Linked DNA regions of Mus musculus: region 1 is linked to region 2. The links are chromatin contacts, called in public promoter capture Hi-C maps. All regions are on one chromosome and are shown on one strand. The core of a region is the stretch at or near the end of the contact, and the rest is flanking DNA. Distances in the headings are between cores, read along the strand shown. Region 1 overlaps Anxa2 (annexin A2). Region 2 overlaps Rora (RAR-related orphan receptor alpha).

Region 1 (4,608 bases), core at 1,112-3,611, 180 kb after region 2:
TGAGGAATATTTCTGATATAAAAATTGGAAACTTTCAGATACCTCGAACCTTGCTTATCTTTGTAAATACACATGTTCCAATTAAAATAGGTACTGAAACATTTGGGTGGCACTTCAAAACTCCCAATTTAGATTTAATTTAGATTAAAGCACTTATTCTTTTTTAATACAGTTGTAAAATTGATTATTAAAGTCACCTATTGAAGATTGAAAGCACAGGATGTATACTTTCCTTGTGAGACAATCTCATCTTCAATAAGTGTGGTTCTATTAATCAATTAGCTATTAAAATATAACTGCCATATTAAGCCTGACTCATTTGTCATGACAGCTGGTATAATTATAAAAATTATACCTAGCCATTTATACAGCCATAATCTTGCAATAAATATAAATAATTGTCTCTATTAATTCATTTTGAAGGTTCTGTCTATTAATTCTCCAGTTAAGTGGCAATTTGGGGACCTTCATTTAAAATCTTTGTTGTTCGTTCCATCTGACTGCCAGAGTTCCACACGTGTACCTCCCACTGTTGATTTTGGAAACCAATTTATGAATAAAATAGCTTTTTAAGTGCAAATATTTAAAGGGTTGAGGCCCAAGGTCCAAGGCTTTCTGGGGAAGAAGGTAATGAGGGTGCCTGTGTTTGGTCAGGAAGAGGGATGAGCTAGTCGTGACATTCTAGTATTGGGTTGGGGAGAGAGTATGTGGATTTCACTGTGTGAACGTCTCCTAAAGCGTGTGGTGGGGTAACTGTTCATAACTTGATTCTCCACAGGAGTGGATGAGGTCACCATTGTCAACATCCTGACAAACCGCAGCAATGTGCAGAGGCAGGACATTGCCTTCGCCTATCAGAGAAGGACCAAAAAGGTACTGGAACCTTAGTGTGGAGGGCAGGCCTTGTTGAGTTAATGTTCTCAGATATTGCCTGTTCTGTTCTTAATTAATATGTGTGTGTGTGTGTCCCTTGTTTGTGTTGCCCTGCATACCGTAGGGTGGCAGGCCCTAAAGCTTCCAGATGATTCCCCTGTCTTCAATTTCTATCTTGTCACAGAAATGCTGGGGATACCACATCTGGCTTTTTTTTTTTTTTTTTTTTTTTTTTTTTTTTTTTTTTACATTTAGCACCATTACCTGCTAACCCATTCTCCACCCCTACCCCGTCCAACATTACTTTTTCTTTTTGTGAGTTGTGGATCTTCTTTAACCAAAAGGATCCTTCTAGAACTCTTGGATGTCCAAGGTTTCCCTCTTATATCCTTGAGAGGGTTGCTGCTTTCATAGGTACAGCCGTGGGAGGTAGAATGGAAAGGTGACATCCTGGAACACACGAGGGAGGCATTCTGGAATAGACGACAAGGAAGAGAAGCAATGGTCCCACGGGTTATGTGCTGACTCTGTCATTGCTGTGCTTAGGTAGCAACTCACTTCCTCTCATGGCTTCTCTGGCTTCTTCGTCAGATGTTGTGAATGTAATTTCAGAATGGTTTCCTCCACTGGGCGTGAGTCCTAACGTGTGCTTCTCATTTACACTGAGGGGCTGGGGAGACAGCTCTGTTGGTAAAGTGCTTGTCACACAAGCATGAGTATCTGAGTTCAATCTTCAGCATCCACGTTAAAAGAGCTAAATACCCCAGTGCTAGGGACGCTAGATAGGATTCCTGGGGCTCCCCAGACAGTCAATTTAGCTGATTCAGAGAGCTCTAAATCTCACACACACACACACACACACACACACACACACACACACACAGCTTCTTTATCAGATTCATCGTGGCTGAAGTGCTGTGGTCCAGCCTGCTATCTTCAATAGGCTTCGCTCCTAGTGTTTATGGAGTTTTCTGTGTGTGTTTTCCCTTTGCTCGTCCACTCGTGGCTAAAGCAGGCCCCGTCTTGTCCACCTTAGTTTCCCACAGCACTAGGACATTTTACCTTTAAGGATATGCTACTTAATCTCTAACGCTTTGCTATTAAAAGCTTTTGACTTATATTCGGACAGTGCCATCAGGGTGACCTCATGCGGCTCCCGCCTGACTTGAGGCTTTCACTCCCCGCTACAGTAGCATTGACCTGAAAGAATGCCAGGAGAAACTGTGTGTCCCTGGAGTTGGCGTGACCACCAGGTCCTGGGAGTTCCAGGTCAAGCCTGGCTGAAGCTCTGTCCTCCGTGCTCCAAAGCAGTTGGGAAAGGACGTAAATGGGAAAGCAGCTAGCTCCCTTCATCCCACATGCATTACAATTCTCCTTTCACGGGATGACGTGTGTTAATCTTCTGCAGTGAGGCTCAGAAGGGAGTGTTTTATGTCTCTGGCTGTCCCAAAGGATCTGAGAGCTGCAAGAGCCAAGTTCCCGTTGGAACAGGAGATCCACTATTCTGGACTGAAGGAAATAACTGCTCATTCAGTGTGGCCTTGGAACTGTGTGTGCACACTGAGCTTGGCTTCATGTTAGGTAGCTGGAGAACGCAGATCCTGCAGAGCCTGTTGGAGTAAACACATTATTAGAATCATGAGAAGGGTCAGCAAACACACAGGCATTAGCGCGTGCTAAGGACAGCCCACTGCCCTGATGATACTTAATGGTCCAGGGTGATTATCTGTCACAGGAAGATGCCGCAACTGCCTGAGGTAATTTTCTAAAAGGACGTCCTAGTATTGTTTTAGGTGCACTGTTTGTCAAGACTGGTCTGCAGCAGTGGTTCACAGTCTGTGGGTCATGATCTCTTTCAGGGGTTGAGCAACCCTTTCACAGGACTCGCCTAAGACCACCGGAAAACAGATGTTTACCTGATGACTCAGAGTAGCAGCAAACACACAGTTATGAAGTAGCAACAAAAATACTTTTGTGGCTGGGATCACCGTGGCCTTTCTGACCAGGACAAAGAACCCTATTAAAGGGTTGCAGCACTAGGAAGGTTGCGAACCACTGGTCTAGAGGGACAGAGGGACCCTGCCCAGGTGGTGAGCTGCTGCAGATACTGTCACAGCTAGTAAAAGAGGGACACAGGGAGGAAGTTTGCATTTTATGCTTTGTCCCTTCAAACTAGTGCTAGACACAAGGTTTCTCTATGCAGAGAACAGTTGTTGTTCTATTGATCCCTTCTGGGATTTTTATTTGTGCTGAGTCCTATACTGGGCATTCTGAGCAATTCAAGTCAAAGTGGAAAAATCCAGTAGGTGCCCCAGATGTCCCCTGAGGTGAGAGCAGAGATGGGGGTGGGGGCGGGAGGGGGAGTGTCAAGGACAGACCAAGTTGGGAGTCACTTAACCTCAGGGTTCCAATTTGGAAAGCTGGTGTTATAATTGGTATGTGTTGTTTTAGAAAGACCTTCCTACCTCCCATGCATGGTTAGGGCATCAGCAGCCAGAAGGAGGAGGTGAATGGGCTGGGCCTAATGCTTGTTCGCATCCATGCCAGGTCTGACTTTCTTGACACTTGCTGTATGTTACCTTTAGAGGCTTGTGGAGCCTCAGAAATTGTTGGCCAGCCAGCCTACAGGGCCAAGTTCCAGGCCAACAAGAGACCTTATCTCAATCAGAAAGTGGAGGGCACCTGAGGAATGACAACTAAGCTTGTTCTGTGACCTTAACCCGCATATGCTCCTACACACACACACACACACACACACATGCAACACGCACACCCCACATAAAAATAAATGCAGTTCAGTTCAGTGCAGCTGTGGCCTAGTCCATTCCCATGGCTGGTGAGTATCCAGTCGCCGAGGAAATATCTTTAAGAGCCACCCTGAATTAAGGATATCTGTCTACATATCTGAGTGCTGCCTCAGACCTCCGACTTTATTAAAATTGTGTGTTCATGATGATAGTGGCGTGATGATGACACTGTCCAACAGGAAGTTGAAAGGGACTCTGAGGGGCTGGAGTTCACATCATATTCATCACCGCCCCAACCTGGAGGAGATGGGAGATGGCTCAGGGCGAGGTGCGGTGTTTTACATAGGGAAAGCTCAGCACCCTCCCCCCCACCCCCGGCCTCGCTAGCACAGCTAGCTCCAGGCTACAAGGTCCCACCCTAGAGCAGCATCACAAACGCCTTCCCTGGGACCTCTATAGACCTGCAGGACTCCACTGGTCTTTCTACCTCACTTCTTTTCAGCTTGACTTGGAAATCTCCCTGAGACTCCACTCTTAGCTCTCCTCTCAGGAGCTATCAGCTACAGCTACCTAGTGATCAGCCTGGGTGTTAGTGGATTCCCTTACCATGTGGTTTCTGCCCTCCTGGTCTGATGTAGGGGACGAGGAAGTTCTCCCCAAACGGCAGAGTGGTCAAAGACTCACACACAGCCTGCTTTTCAGAGAGAGCCATCTTATTTCTGTCTCGCTGGTTCCAGAGTGGACGTTGGTTCCAAGCAGCTCTGAGACATCTCCCTTTTACAGGAGCTCCCGTCAGCGCTGAAGTCAGCCTTATCTGGCCACCTGGAGACGGTGATTTTGGGCCTATTGAAGACACCTGCCCAGTATGATGCTTCGGAACTAAAAGCTTCCATGAAGGTAAACACGTGTGGGGTGTCATCCGTCAACCTGCCCATTAGCGTCTGTGAATTACAGCCTTTTGAGTGTAACTAGGTGATTGTCAGTTGTG
Region 2 (4,488 bases), core at 1,589-4,088:
TGCTCTACTCCCTCAGTGGTTCCTAGAGACCATCAGTCCTCGCCATCACATGGAAGGCATTTATCTTGTGTAGAGTTCTGTTTCTGGTGATCTGGGCCAAAGCCAATGAGTCAGTATTCACAAAAGTTCTTTTGATGGTCGTGAGGGTTAGATCAGTTTGGAAAGCCCTATTCTGGCCTCCTAACTGAGGTCTAAAGCGAAGCTCCAACAGTGAATGATCTTAGGGTAAACACAGGCTTCCTCGGGGTCCTCTGAAGAGAAATAGAGATGGGAACCCAATGTAAGGGATTTCTGTCATCACTTCAGTAACAGCCACACTTGGAATCGTTTTCTGTGGCCTTGCTAAACACTAGCATGAAGGAGGAAGTGGGTGGAATGTTACCCCCAGATCTCTTAACCCCACGTGACCTAAACAGGAGAGGGTCCTGAGGCAGTCTAGGCAGTCCAATAAGGGCGCTTATGATAATGGCAAAGCTCTCTACTCCTTTTCCTGAATGACACTGTCTGGAGTTCTGGCCTCTGTTTGCAACATTGACTCCAGACCTGTATGTGGGAACTGAATCTCCCAGAGCAGGTGGGGGAGTTGGCCACAGAGTCCAGCCAACTCTAATGGAAACAGCAATGTCTTTCCTGTGTTACCTTTTCTATCTTTTTTTTTTTAATTTAATGTTATTTTTTTCAGCAACAAAGTAAAGATTCCCTACTCCTAAGCTCTTCCTCAGCACTTCCTATGAACAAAAGGGCCTTTCTCCGGCCTAAGCATCCTCTCAGTGTGTCTGCAGTGGCCAAGCTGGGGGAGTGGGGTTAATGACCAGACATCCTACCTCCTACTCCAAATGACCAGACACCCTGTCTCTGATTCCAATAACCAGACACCCTGCCTTTTGTGTAGAGTGAGTTTTCATCTGGAAACGCCAGTAAAGTTGGACTCTGAGTGGTGTGGAGGCAGACAACACTCCAACTGACTCTGGCCCTGGGAGGTGGTTGTGCAATATACCTACCCCATTGCTTGGGGCAGCTTCAATGCTGTGGGCTACTCAGACAGTGGTGACCATGACATATGTAGTCTGTGTCCTTGGTGAGTGTATGCTGTGGTGGGTAATGTTTGAGTAAACATGCCAGCTGCCTTCATATAGGTAACTCCAGCAGCACAACCAGTCTGACAGAAGTAGGATGGCTTGGTGGATGAGCAAAAAGAGAGCTCAGTCACAGGCTTTCCCCAAACCTTGCTAAACGCCCTGCAGCAGGCCTAGAACGGATCTCAGAGGCTCTCTGGTCTCTCAGCACCCAGTATTGTCAGTATATTAGACAGGATGGAACTTTCAAGGTATACAGGCTCTTAGGGATTAGAGAGCTGGAGCTTTTAAAACTTCACACTGCTTACAGAGGACCTGAGTTTTAGTCACAGTGCTCATGCCAGGCCAATCAACCCAATCCAACACGCTCTACTGGCCTCCTGTACTCATGTGCACATACCCCCCACACACATACACACACACACACACACACACACACACACACACACACAGACATGTACTTAAAAGTCAAATTTTAAACAATATATGTGTATTTGTGTGTGCGTGTTCTATTTGAGATTCTGGTGATTTTGGTCTGATGGCCTTGGTGGATCGCATGTGCTGGTAAATTGTAAGCTGCATAGATGATTCTGATTGAGAAATCGCTTAAGTTCAACACCTTTATTTGATGCATGAGTCATCTGGGCCCCCAGTTGCCACACGGTGTTGAGGAGTGGAAAGCCCCAGCCTGCGTGTGGAGGGAAGCGGATGAAGGCATGGGCTCTAGTCTGGATCTGCTGCATGGTAACTGGCAGGTTTTCTTCGCTTGCCTTCTTGCCCTGTTTGTAAAATTAGAAGGTTGTGATTGACAGCTGCCAAGGTCTTTTCCAGAGTTCATGTTTCTATAAGAAAAAAAAATGTTTCCGTTACAGTTGAAAGGTGGGCTGGGGTCTCTCGTTCAAGATGTAGGAAAGGCACACAGAAGCCTGCTGACTTCTTTACTCCCTGTCCCCAACTATAACTGCTTAAGATACTTCAGTCGGCTAACCAGCTCCTTTTGGAAGTGAAAATTCTAAGGTAGAAAGAGGTAATTACTAATGCCAGCTATTTAAATACATTTTAAAACAAGAAGGCTTTCATTAATATTAACAAATATGCCTAAACTTAGTTCTGGCAAATTACAGCCCTGCTTTATCAAGTTCTAGCCCAAAGCCTTTTCCATTTTTGATGGTTGAGTTGAAACCTAGGAGTGGGGTATTAACTGAAAAATGAAGACCACCAAACAGCCTAAACCACTGTATTCCACCGTGATTGTATTCCCAACGGCACACTAAAGCCCCAGATCCCTAAGAGATGTAGTACACCCCCCCATTTCTCCCCAGTGATTAGCAGGCAGAAATGCTGTGCCTCCTGGGCCACCTGCTTAAAAACAAACAAACAAACAAACAAAACAACAACAGCAAACAGAACCAGAAGGAAACATGGAGATCTGTCCCTACTTCATCTGAAGCCAGAAATCCAAAAGAACTTGAGTTTTATTACAATGTTGATCGAAGGAGAAGGGTCTGTTAGACACCAGTTTCCTGTGATGTAAGTGAGGGTTGGGGTGAGGGGATGATATTTGACATTTCCAGAAGTGATTAAACAAAGTTTGGAAAGAAAAATCTGATGGGAGTCAGCACGTGAAATTAGAGTTGTATCTTCAACAGCTCCTTTAAAGACTGAGCACATTGCCTGTTTCTGGTTGGGTAGAAATTTAAAGGGAAAGCCAGGCTTCTATCCAGCAGAATCGTCTTAACAGAAGTTTCCTGTTTCCACCACTGCAGAGAAACAAAGTTGTTACAATGAGTTAAGATGGTTCAAACTTTTGGCAGCCTCTCCGCAGGCCCCTGCCGCCGCCGCCAACTCTTTTACAGTTTCTGTGTCGTTTCAAATGGTTGCTTAGGAGAAATACTGACCAAACTCCTCCTTTTGACTACTAAAATGGCTCAGAGAGTTTCTCGGGATGTTTTTATTTGCTAGAAATTTGTTTTGCAGTTAAGCTTCTCTTGTTGAGGGAGTTTGGTTACCAGCCATCTGACGATGCCTCGCCTCGGGGTGTTTACAGAAAACGTGGGTGCTGCAATTACATTGGAGCACAGCCCTCCCCCACCACAGATAGCATAGTAATCAACAGGAATGGGAAAACATGTATTTAAGGATTTGATGCTTGTAAAAAAGGGGCTGTAAAGGAACATGGTTGTTCAGATGTGAGAAGTGACTGGCGGCTCTCCTTATAGGCATGCTAGTAACAATAAAGTCTCCAAGTTCAACATCAAAGTCATCACGGTTTACTCCACCAGTGACTTGCACATCAAAGGGGAGCTTAAGACAAAGGGAGGAATGCTTTACCTCATGGCCAGATCCTTTAGGGGAGTGGGGGGTGGGGGGATGTGGCTTGCAGTTCCTCACTTCCTAAGGCAGGGCAAATGAGAACCAATTTCCCTCCTACCACTTGCCATTTACTTAGGAAAGATTCCTCACAGGAGAGATCGGATCCTCTTCCTTCAGGCAGCAAACTCGGTACCAAGGTGGGCATCTCAAACTTCACCTAATATGCCACATGAAATCCCCCACCAAATAGGACAGTTTAAACTGGGTGAGCTTGTAGTTGGTTGGTGAATTACCCTTGACAACATAATTTGGGACCTCGGTTTGCAATCTCTCTTCTCTCCTCCTCCTCCTCCTCCTCCTCCTCCTCCTCCTCCTCCTCCTCCTCCTCCTCCTCCTCCTCTCCTTCTCTCTCTCTCTCACTCTCTCATTAACCTTGTGGGTGGAGTCTTGCTGAATCAGACATGTGGTACTTAACAGGTGTGTGTATGTGTGTGTGTGTGTGTGTGTGTGAGAGAGAGAGAGAGAGAGAGAGAGAATGAAATTTAGACCTGTTAAACCAGCTCTTAATTAATCACCGGGTCTATGTCCCTGTTCCCCAACTCATGTCATGTATATTCCAAAATGCTGAGCTTAGAACAAGAGTCAGGAGCTGAAGACACACACACACACCCCTTGAATATTACATTGAAAATAAAACCAGCCATGCAAGTATTAGGGATGGTTTGAAATGATACGCTCTTTCTCTCCCCCCACCCCCTTGCCTTTGAAATGTGAGATTCTTTTATAGTTGAGCTTCAGTAATTTACTCATTTTTAAATGCTATTGAAAAATAGTAAGTAGTGCCCAGTGCAGTCATTAATAAATACAAAGCAGCCTTCTCTGGGCTCTGGGGAAACTTAATCAACACACAGTGTTACTAATTGATGCCATACTGAGCCTGCAGAAGCAACGGATCAGTAAACAGAAGTTAGAAAGCAAGAAGTTAGGGAACTGTAGGGATTATGTCGACATCAAGGGCTGGGAATTATAATAAGGCCTCTCTAGGGGGGTATTCATTTGCATGACGCTGAATTAGGACACCCGATTAAAGAATGCACCC

What was found. Capture Hi-C pulls out chosen DNA fragments and counts their contacts.
Region 1: a contact with region 2 is called in a promoter capture Hi-C map of adipose tissue. The contact joins two enhancer-like sites. A contact is called at or near these places in 7 of 484 Hi-C or Micro-C datasets (CD8 T cells, Th17 cells, effector CD8 T cells and 4 more), 4 of 115 datasets of contacts at active chromatin or transcription factors (the SCID.adh cell line, effector CD8 T cells and embryonic stem cells) and 3 of 9 other capture datasets (adipose tissue, liver and pancreatic islet).

What each region holds. Positions count from the first base shown.
Region 1 is chr9:69,475,275-69,479,882 of GRCm38.p6, forward strand. It overlaps Anxa2 (annexin A2), which reads left to right. Exons shown (of 13, transcript NM_007585.3): 4 at 779-873; 5 at 4,404-4,517. Among named protein-coding and RNA genes, the nearest start is that of Mir3109, 21 kb to the left of the region's middle. Within about 2 kb of position 2,362, at least 76 of the 459 cell types and tissues checked have an H3K27ac peak or open chromatin away from gene starts, as enhancers often do. A contact at or near this core is called in the SCID.adh cell line, adipose tissue and uterus, where this site is marked.
Region 2 is chr9:69,298,738-69,303,225 of GRCm38.p6, forward strand. All of the region lies in intron 2 of Rora (RAR-related orphan receptor alpha), which reads left to right. It overlaps Gm46153 (a long non-coding RNA gene), which reads right to left. Exons shown (of 2, transcript XR_001779364.2): 2 at 1,683-1,918. Among named protein-coding and RNA genes, the nearest start is that of Gm46153, 4.6 kb to the right of the region's middle. Within about 2 kb of position 2,839, at least 66 of the 459 cell types and tissues checked have an H3K27ac peak or open chromatin away from gene starts, as enhancers often do. A contact at or near this core is called in the SCID.adh cell line, adipose tissue and uterus, where this site is marked.